Linked DNA regions of Rattus norvegicus: region 1 is linked to region 2. Evidence: chromatin contacts called from public Hi-C data. All regions are on one chromosome and are shown on one strand. The core of a region is the stretch at or near the end of the contact, and the rest is flanking DNA. Distances in the headings are between cores, read along the strand shown. Region 1 holds the start of Chd4 (chromodomain helicase DNA binding protein 4). Region 2 holds the start of Mlf2 (myeloid leukemia factor 2).

The links. Hi-C and Micro-C count contacts between places; a contact is called where the count stands out from the background.
Region 1: a contact with region 2 is called in a Hi-C map of mammary epithelial cells, with 2.2 times the contacts expected there. The contact joins the promoter of Chd4 here to the promoter of Mlf2 in region 2. A contact is called at or near these places in 2 of 12 Hi-C or Micro-C datasets (kidney and mammary epithelial cells) and 1 of 1 datasets of contacts at active chromatin or transcription factors (oligodendrocytes).

Annotation. Positions count from the first base shown.
Region 1 is chr4:159,582,251-159,586,629 of GRCr8, forward strand. It overlaps Chd4 (chromodomain helicase DNA binding protein 4), which reads left to right and starts at 2,568. Exons shown (of 40, transcript NM_001427174.1): 1 at 2,568-2,645; 2 at 3,474-3,652. The coding sequence starts at 3,553.
Region 2 is chr4:159,424,662-159,429,039 of GRCr8, forward strand. Mlf2 (myeloid leukemia factor 2) reads left to right here and starts at 1,738. Exons shown (of 8, transcript NM_001107889.1): 1 at 1,738-2,028; 2 at 2,248-2,374; 3 at 2,618-2,653; 4 at 3,634-3,687; 5 at 3,983-4,111; 6 at 4,277-4,378. The coding sequence starts at 1,979.

The DNA of each region.
Region 1 (4,379 bases), core at 1,318-3,817, 160 kb after region 2:
TGACAGTTATGAAGTAACAACGAAAATAACTTTATGGTTGGGGGTCCCCACAACATGAGGAACTGTATTAAAGGATCAACAGTAGGAAGGGTGAGAAGCACTGGTCTGGATGGTCCACCTATCCCAGCCTCTGTGGCAGATGTGATCTCTCCTGAGAAGAACAGTTCTGGTTTGTTCAGTTCTCTATGACAGGACACTGGGAAAGAGTGGTCAGTGGCCTGTCTGTCTGTCTGTCTTCCTTCCTTCTTTCTTTCTTTCATTTTTAGTATGGAATAGAGCTTAATTAGGGCATGGGGAGGGGAGTTGAGGAAGGAGTAGAGACAAGAGAAAGGCAGAGAGAGAGAGAGAGAGAGAGAGAGAGAGAGAGAGAGAGAAAGAGAGAGAGAGGTTGGGGATTTAGCTCAGTGGTAGAGCGCTTGCCTAGCAAGCGCAAGGCCCTGGGTTCGGTCCCCAGCTCCGAAAAAAAAGGATAGAAAAGAGAGAGAGAGAGAGAGAGAGAGAGAGAGAGAGAGAGAGAGAGAGAAGGAGGGAGGGGTGGGTAGAGGCCGGCTGTGAACACAACACGTGGAGAGAGGGGTAGAGGGGAAATGGGGAGAGAAGGGACAGAGAAGGAAGAGAGTAAGAACTCACTGGTATTTCTTTAACCTGTATCATGGTCTCTTTGACTCTTTAATGTTTCTTTTAAAAATATTTATTCATAGGTGCCCCATTAGCCCAGTTGGTTACAGCATGGTGCTGGTAATAAATCAACAAATTTTATTTATCTGAGACTTGTTTTTACTGTAGCCCAGACTGACCTTGAATTCCCTAAGTAGCAGAGTATGGCCTTGAACCCTTGATCATCTTGCTTGCCTTCTGAGTGCTGATGTTACAGGCATAAGATACGGTTCCCAGCTGTGACTGTTTTTCGAAGGAAGGCACCTGTGTTTTCTTCTTCGTAGACTCAGTCATGCTAGCTCTTTACCTTGTTAGGTACTCTGTCAAAGGTATGTTTAGTGAACACAAGCAGTGGTGGGTAGAGAGAGCAAGGCATTGTAGAGGATTCTCAGTTCAGGGTGGTGATGGGATACCCATCCACGGAGGCTGCCTGGACTTGAAGAAGGCAGCGAGTGTAGAGTATCACTGGAATGCTGAGAAATAGTTTGGGGATGGGAGTCTGTAGTTGGTATGGGACGTCTGGCTGAGTTAAAGTTCACACAAGTGTCTCATCTAGTCAGCATATTATTTGCTTGGTTTTACACAAAATTTTAAAGCTGCAGGTAAGCATCCACAACATATCTGGATTCGGTGAGATTTGATGGGGCTCTAGGTTGGCTCTTGGTTCCTGAGAGTCTGGAAATGATCACTAGGGAGTCCAGGGGCACTGAATGTCTCGAGGACAGAATACTCCTATTGCCCAGAAAGGGAATAAGGTGCGCACTAATGGGGACAGGGCAGTTAGTGGTTTGCCACACCCTCTCTGCTCTTGGTTGTTGGAAGAGACTGACAACTTCTAGAGATGGGGGAGGTTGTGAATATTATGGGATGTCTGGCCAGACCTGTGCGAGGTGGTGGAGTGTAGCAGAAGTATTATGGGATGTGGCAATGGTTTGTGTTGGGAGTATTATGGTATCATGGGCTTTTTGAAATTATGGGATGCCAGAGTAGATGAAGTAAATGATAGGACATTTTCCCAGTGTTAGTGGAGGAGATTTAGATGTCCGTATGTGGGGTGACTGTAGAGCTGCTGATCATTAGTGAGTATCTCTTTGCTGGGAGGAATGGTAATTTATGGACCATAGAGCTAGAAAGAGACTGGGAAGGCTGTGGGTGGTGAAGTGAGCATCTAGAATCTAAACCCTAGTGCAGGGACTGAGGGCAGCTCTAGGGGGTTGGATATTATGGGATATCAGTATAGAAAGTGGGAGACTGATTATTACGGGATATGTGTGGGAGGAGGCCGAGTGTCCGTTGTAGTATGGGGTGGGTGAGTTTCTGACAATCATGGGATATCAAACTGGGGGTGGTTATTATGGGATGTCGGTGGGGGATGGGTTGAATATTATGGGATATGAGGCTGAAGTGCTGGGAGGGGTGCTTATTATGGGATGGCCAAGGGGAGGGAGAGGTAATGAGTTATTATGGGATGTTAGCAGTAAGGACAAGAGTGAAGAAGTTGGCAAAGAGTGGTTATTATGGGATATCAAAGGGAGGGGGGAGCAGGTTTAGTTTGTAAAAGATCTGCACTATATGTCCGTAGCCCCGGGCACATATATGCATAGAGTGTGGGGGGCGGGGTGTGTGTATGTGGGGTGTCCGTGTGTATTATGGGATGGCCAGGAGGTGGGCGGTTGCCCAGGTGACGCGCGCGCGCGCTCGACGGGGGCGTGGCCAATGGTTGCCTGAGCGACGAGGGGGCGGGGGTTGCCCGGGAGACCTAGAGAGGAGGGTGGCGGTAGTGGAGGGGGGGTTGGAGTTGGTTGAGGTTATTATGGGCTGTCCGTGGGGGGCGGGGCCTGTGCGGTGGGATTTCCCGGCCGGTGTTTCGGGCCCTTTAAGAGGCGACGCCGGAGCCGGAGCCATTTTCCCCCCTTCGGCCGCGGCGAGGAGGAGCCGGAGCGGGAGTGACACCGGCGAGACCCAGCGCGACCTGAGGCGGCTCTAGGGTGAGGAGCGCGCGAGGCAACGGGAGAGACATCTCTCTCAGTCCGACATCGTCCCGGGGGTCATCCCTTCACCTGTCCCTTCCTCAGGCGTCCCGGGGCCCGCGGGCCGTCCCCTCTCCAGGGAGTCGATCCTTCTTCCCCTGAGGCGGCCGGGTTACCCCCCCCCCCCCAGACGGCGCCCTGCCTTGAGGGAGTCCTGCTCCTCGCTACCCCTTCCTGGCCTCGGCCTCCCACAATGCCGGGCGGGCGCCCGCCCCTCGCCCCTCGCCCTTTGCTCGCTAGCCCCCCGGGACACGTGGCCCGGCCCCTTTCCCGTGGGTGCTCGCTTTTCTCTGGCGTCCCGACTCTTTGGGACCCCGGAGCGCCCGAGCCTCCACGCCCCCTGGTCCCCGCCGTTCCGGAAGAGAACCTGAGTTGTCCCAGAGGACAGCCTTTGGAGAGCTGCCCTGTCTGGGGACTGGCCCCTCCCCGGGCGCAGAGAAGCGCCCCCCCCACTCCCAAGTGACCTTGTGTCCCCGAGCACCGGCCGCCTCCCCTGACCCTCCCGGCGCCTCTCCACTCGAACCCCCAGCCCCAGGCACTCCTGGCTCGGTCCAGGCTAGCTTGTCCCCTCCCCATGCACCAGCCTGCCCTCGGGGGCGTCGCTCCCTCGTCTTGGGGGCTCCTGCTGGGGAGCCGGCTCACGGGCTGTCCCCGAGGAGTGTGGAACTAAGTTCAGCCTGAGTGGTTCGGGTGCTCGGCTAGGGTGGTGGGGCAGGGGGGCGGAAAGAGCGGGTGGGGGAGGGGGACTGCGCGTCACTCACTGTTCTCCCCCCCTCCCCCGCACAGTGACTCGGGCCAGTGTAGAGGGCCCCAGGCCGCAGGCAGGAGCAGCTGGGCCAATTCCCTGGCCGGGGAACGGAAGGGGATGGCGTCGGGCCTGGGCTCCCCGTCCCCCTGCTCAGCGGGCAGTGAGGAGGAGGATATGGATGCACTTCTGAACAACAGCCTGCCCCCACCCCATCCAGGTAACATCTTCCCAGCGGGCCCAGGGCAGGAAGGAGGTGTTTGATCTTTCCTCGAGACTCCAGTGAGGCTGCGTGCGCTGCCTGTCTGTGTGCAGAGCCCAGGGTGGAGGGCATCTGAAGGGAGTGGTTCTCTTCTGCGGAGCTCTTGGGTGCTGGGGGGTGCGGGGGGAGGTGGAAGCCATGTGTCTCTTGGGCACCACGGACCCAGATGCAAGCTGGCTTCACTCAAGGCTGTCTGGAATGCTCCGCAGTCCCCGGTTGAGGGAGCTCTCTGGGTTACCAGACTTTACCTTGTGCAGGTTCTTGAAGGAATGCAGGTGGTTCAGACTCTGGTGGCAACATGGTGGGGTGCGTTGGGGATTTCTGTTGTAGGAGCCCTGCCAGGCAGGGGGATCCCGGGGTTGCTCCCGGGAGAAGAAAGCAGGAGTGTTGGTTACTTTCTGTCCTGATCAGTTACCGGTTCTCTGTGCTGTTTCAAGTTTGAAGCTCGCTCTTTATCGGATCTATAGAACTTTTAGTCAGTCAGATTGTTGGAATATTTTTGAGTGGAGAAGGGCTGGAGGCTTAGGGAAGGCTGCAGTTTCCTAGTAAGGAGGGGCAGAGGAAAGGAAGAGACTCCTTTGCCCGTGGTGTGGACATAATCTTGCTTCTCTCCTAGAGATTCTTAGCACTCTGAGGTAGCTTGGGGTCTGGATTGGTGTCATGAGGTGTTTGTGTGGGTGTGTTA
Region 2 (4,378 bases), core at 488-2,987:
TTCACTTTGTCAATGTCAGTTTACCTTAGCTATATCACTGTTTCTCCTGTTAGCACTATTTTTTCCCCTCTAGCAATGATCAAATAGAAACTGAGAACCTCTGCTCCCAATCTTTTCCCGAGTAACCACAGACTCTTTTCCCTCAGGGAGTTGTGAAGAATAAACCTTTCTTTTTAGATCAGGTTCCACACGGTACCAATGTGGCTTACAGCCAGAGTAAAGAACTTGGGACAGTTTTGAGTTTGGATCTCTGTGGGTCAAAGTCTACCCAATTCAGTTCATATCCTCTGACCCAAAGGGGAGGGCTCTTCTCTCTGGCTCAGCCAGATTTTGTGCAAGACAATTAGTATGTCAAAATACCAGTCTCTGGCTTTGGAGTCAGGCCTCATGGGTTTACTTTTTAGCTCCGCCCCTGAGTGATTCTGCTTAATTTAACTCTCCACCTCTTTATCCTTCTAAACTTTAGTCCCTTGACCTACCTACCTGCTTAGACTAAGCAAAGAAAGTTTTAAAGACGTAAGAGCTAGAGAAATGGGACTGGAATGTAACTTAGTGGTAGGACATGTGCTTGGCAAACCCGAAGCCCTCAGTTGGATCCTGAGCACTAAAGCCAAAACTAAAAAGCCGACAACAAAAAGCAAACATCAGAACTAACGCTTTTGCCCAGGCCAACCCTTCACAGACAGGTCTTGGAGTGGTCCAGAAGCCTAAGCCAACCCGGTGTCCTAAGGCAGTAAAGATCCAGCCTGGCCCAGGAGCGCTCTCTGGCGGCCAAACTCCCAACATCCCTTCCCTGGTTGGCCTTTTCCAAGGCTGAACTAGACCTGAGCTAAATTGTCACCTCCTCCTCTGCGTCACTCGGAGGACCCCGCCCGCCGGAGCGTCTCTCCAGAGGGACAGGCCCCCGCGCTCCCCTGGTTAAGCGCCCCTCCTGCACTGAGTTTAAAGGTCCCCGCAGGGATCCGCCCCACCGGTCGCCCCCAGACAGACCGCCTCCCCCCTCCCGCAAAGAAGGTGCGGCACACCCTGCCCCCGTCGCGCTCAACCAGTCCCTCCCGATTCCGCTCCGCCCTCCCCCACCTTTGCAGGAGCCTCTTCCTGTCCCCAGATCCCCGTGCCAGCTTAACGAGACCTCCCACCGGCCCCAGAGGACCCGCCCTCCGGGGCTCCGCCGCGAGCCCGCCGCCCCCTCCCATGCAGGTGGGTGGAGCTCCCGTGGCCCGCCCCCAAGACTGTCCGTCATGACGTCACTTCCGCTCGGGCCTGACCGAGGTTCGGCTCCTCGGGCCGAGGGCGGGGGTACGGAGGTGGCAGCTGAAGGCAGGAGGCGGTGCGGGAGGCGAGAAGCTCCCGCGCGGACCAATCCCTGCGTCCCGGGCCGAGACCCTGCTCCTGCAGCGCCCCGAGGAGAGGCCGGCCGGATGGGCCGCTGAGCCCGAGTCGGGGACCGGTGAGGCCAGGGCGGCGCGGCCCGCACGGTTGCAGGGATGCGAGCCCGGGAGTGGACCTCCCTCTCCGGCTCGCCCGGCGGGAGGCACGGGTTGGGGCAGCGGCGGACCGGCTCGGTGGGCAGTGAGGCCCGCCCGGAGAGGCCTGGTAGCGGCCCGTGCCAGCAGAAGGCGGAGTAGTTGGGGTCATTAATGGGGTGGCGGGCCGCCGTTCGAGATTCTCATCGAGACTGGCGTCGGAGGAGGAGCTGACCGTGGCTCGGGGAAGAGGATGGCGGGCGGGGGTGGAGGGGCAACACTAAGAAGCTTGGGGAAAATTCCGTGACCGGCTTGGAGAGCTACTCGCTCTCAAAACTAGAAGGTTATGTGGTCCACCTGCCGAAGGGTCTCTCTGGAGTTTGGATGGGTCATTGATAGTGTGTGCAAGAGACAGCTTTAAGAGTAGCTACACTGAGCTGGTGTGCATAAGCCTGCATGAAACTCAGCCTCCGTATCTTCACAGTGTGGAGCCCCCTGGAGCTGAGATCAGGATGTTCCGCTTCATGAGGGACGTGGAGCCTGAGGATCCCATGTTCCTGATGTGAGAATTCCCTCCCCCCTCGTGCACTCATCCCACTCTAATTCAGGTCTGAGCAGTTCAGACAGACCTCTGGGTTCCCGTGTCTGGAACCGGATAGAATTTAGCTGCAGCTCTCAGACGGGAGTTGGTCTCCTGCCACTGCGCACCCTGACTTATTTGGGGGGAGGTGAAGAAGGCTGGGGTTTAATCTGCCGTCTGTATTGTATGCTCACTCCACAGGGACCCCTTTGCAATTCACCGTCAGCATATGAGCCGCATGTTGTCAGGTGGCTTTGGATATAGCCCCTTCCTAAGCATCACAGATGGTAACATGCCAGCAACCAGGCCTGCCAGCCGCAGGATGCAGGTAACAGTTGGAACATACCGAGACCCAGGGTGACTAGTTAAGTATGCTGCCATTCTGGTCCTACAACCAGCTTTAAAAGGACATGATCTGTGTGGGAGGCAGAGGAGTGGGGATAGAGAATCTGGGAAAGGGGGCTTTGACTCCCGAGGAGAGAAGGATGGGGTTGGGGGATGGAGGCACTGGCCACGTTTGGTATAGTAAGGTCGTAGGATGTAGTTCTAACTTCTGTTCCTTATCTTGTAGGCTGGGGCTGTCTCTCCCTTTGGGATGTTGGGAATGGTGAGTTCTTGTCTTCTCTGTTCCCCTCGAGCTCGCTCTCTCTCTCTCTCTCTCTCTCTCCTGTGTCTCTGTCTGTCTCTCTCTTCTGGCTCTTTGTGTCTCTGTCTCTCTCTTTCTCTGACACACAGATACACACAGACCTTAGATGTTATTTTCAGATGTGCCACTTTGGTGACAATGTTAGTCTAGGGGTGGTCTCAAAATCTTCTCTGGATAGTTGACATAGTTTAGAGCCCATTGAATATAAATCATGGAGCTAGGGCTAGAGAAATGGCTCCAGGGTTAAGAGCACCTGGCTGTTCTTCCAGACAACCAGGGTTTGGTTCCCAGCACCCACATGACAGCTCACAACTGTCTGTCTGTAGTCTCCAGGCATCTGATGCCATCTTCTGTTCCCTACCGTGCATTGCATGAATGGAGGGAACACATACATGCAGACAGAACACTCATTCATAGAAAAATATAAATAAAGTGCTCAAATACTCCTGATAGCTGGAAGTTCTTATCCACTGGGGAAAGTAAGATTGTATAGCAGTTCTTTTGAGGAGGGAGACTTTGGGACACTTTTACAACTCTAGATATTCAGAGGGTTTTTTGGTCGATGTCTTGGATTTTGGTTTTTTGAGACAAGGTTTCTTTATAACAGCCCTGGGTCTCCTGGAACTCACTCTGTAGACCAGGCTGGCCACAAGTCATCTGTGCTTGCCTCTGCCTCCCAGTGTTGGATTAAAGGCAAACCGTCAACATTTAGCATGTTCAGAGGAGCTAACTCACTGCTTTTGGGTCACTTCCTTAAAGATAGGGAAATGCACAGGTAGGAGAAGCATCAGAACAGCCACAGACCCGAGAAGGTGGCCAGCAGCTTATGGGGAGGAGCATGAGTGTTCTGGCTACATTTAAGAAGGAAAGCGGGTCTGTCCTCAGGTGAGTGACAGGCCCACAACCGCTGACCCATCTTCCTGACCCTCTCCTTTCCTCAGTCCGGCGGCTTCATGGACATGTTTGGGATGATGAACGACATGATTGGGAACATGGTATGACTTGCTCCAGTCTTCCCCGGCCTTGATCTCGGTGGCAGCCAACATGGCGGGAGGGGGTGAGGTGATGTGCTAGTGAAGAGGCTGGGTTGGACTGAGCTGAGCCAGAGCACCGGGGTCCTGTGTGTGTTCTTATACCCCTGAGCGATCACATGTGTTAGTGTTGGGCTAGGGAGTTGGGCAGTTGTGATGCCCATTCTCCTTGTGTAGTTAAGAAAGCTGAGGCAAGAGCAGTCAGCTGGAGGGAGCTCCCTTCTGCAAAGTAGGCCCTCCTCATTCAGTCTCTCCTCAGGAGCACATGGCCGCCGGAGGCAACTGCCAGACCTTCTCTTCCTCCACGGTCATCTCCTACTCCAACACTGGGGATGGTGCCCCCAAGGTTTACCAGGAGACATCTGAGATGCGCTCTGCCCCAGGCGGGGTGAGTAAGGAACTCCCCTATCTCAGAGGAGGTAGGACTGATTGGCACACACAGGAACCAGGGACGTCTTTTTTCAGGAATGGGTCGTGGGTGGTGTGTTCATCCAGGGTGATGTAGCCAGGGCTTTGTGGGGACAATTGCATGTGTCTGGTCCCTTTGTCCCAGATCCGGGAGACACGGAGGACTGTCCGGGACTCAGACAGTGGCCTAGAGCAGATGTCCATTGGGCATCACATTCGGGATAGGGCCCACATCCTCCAGCGCTCC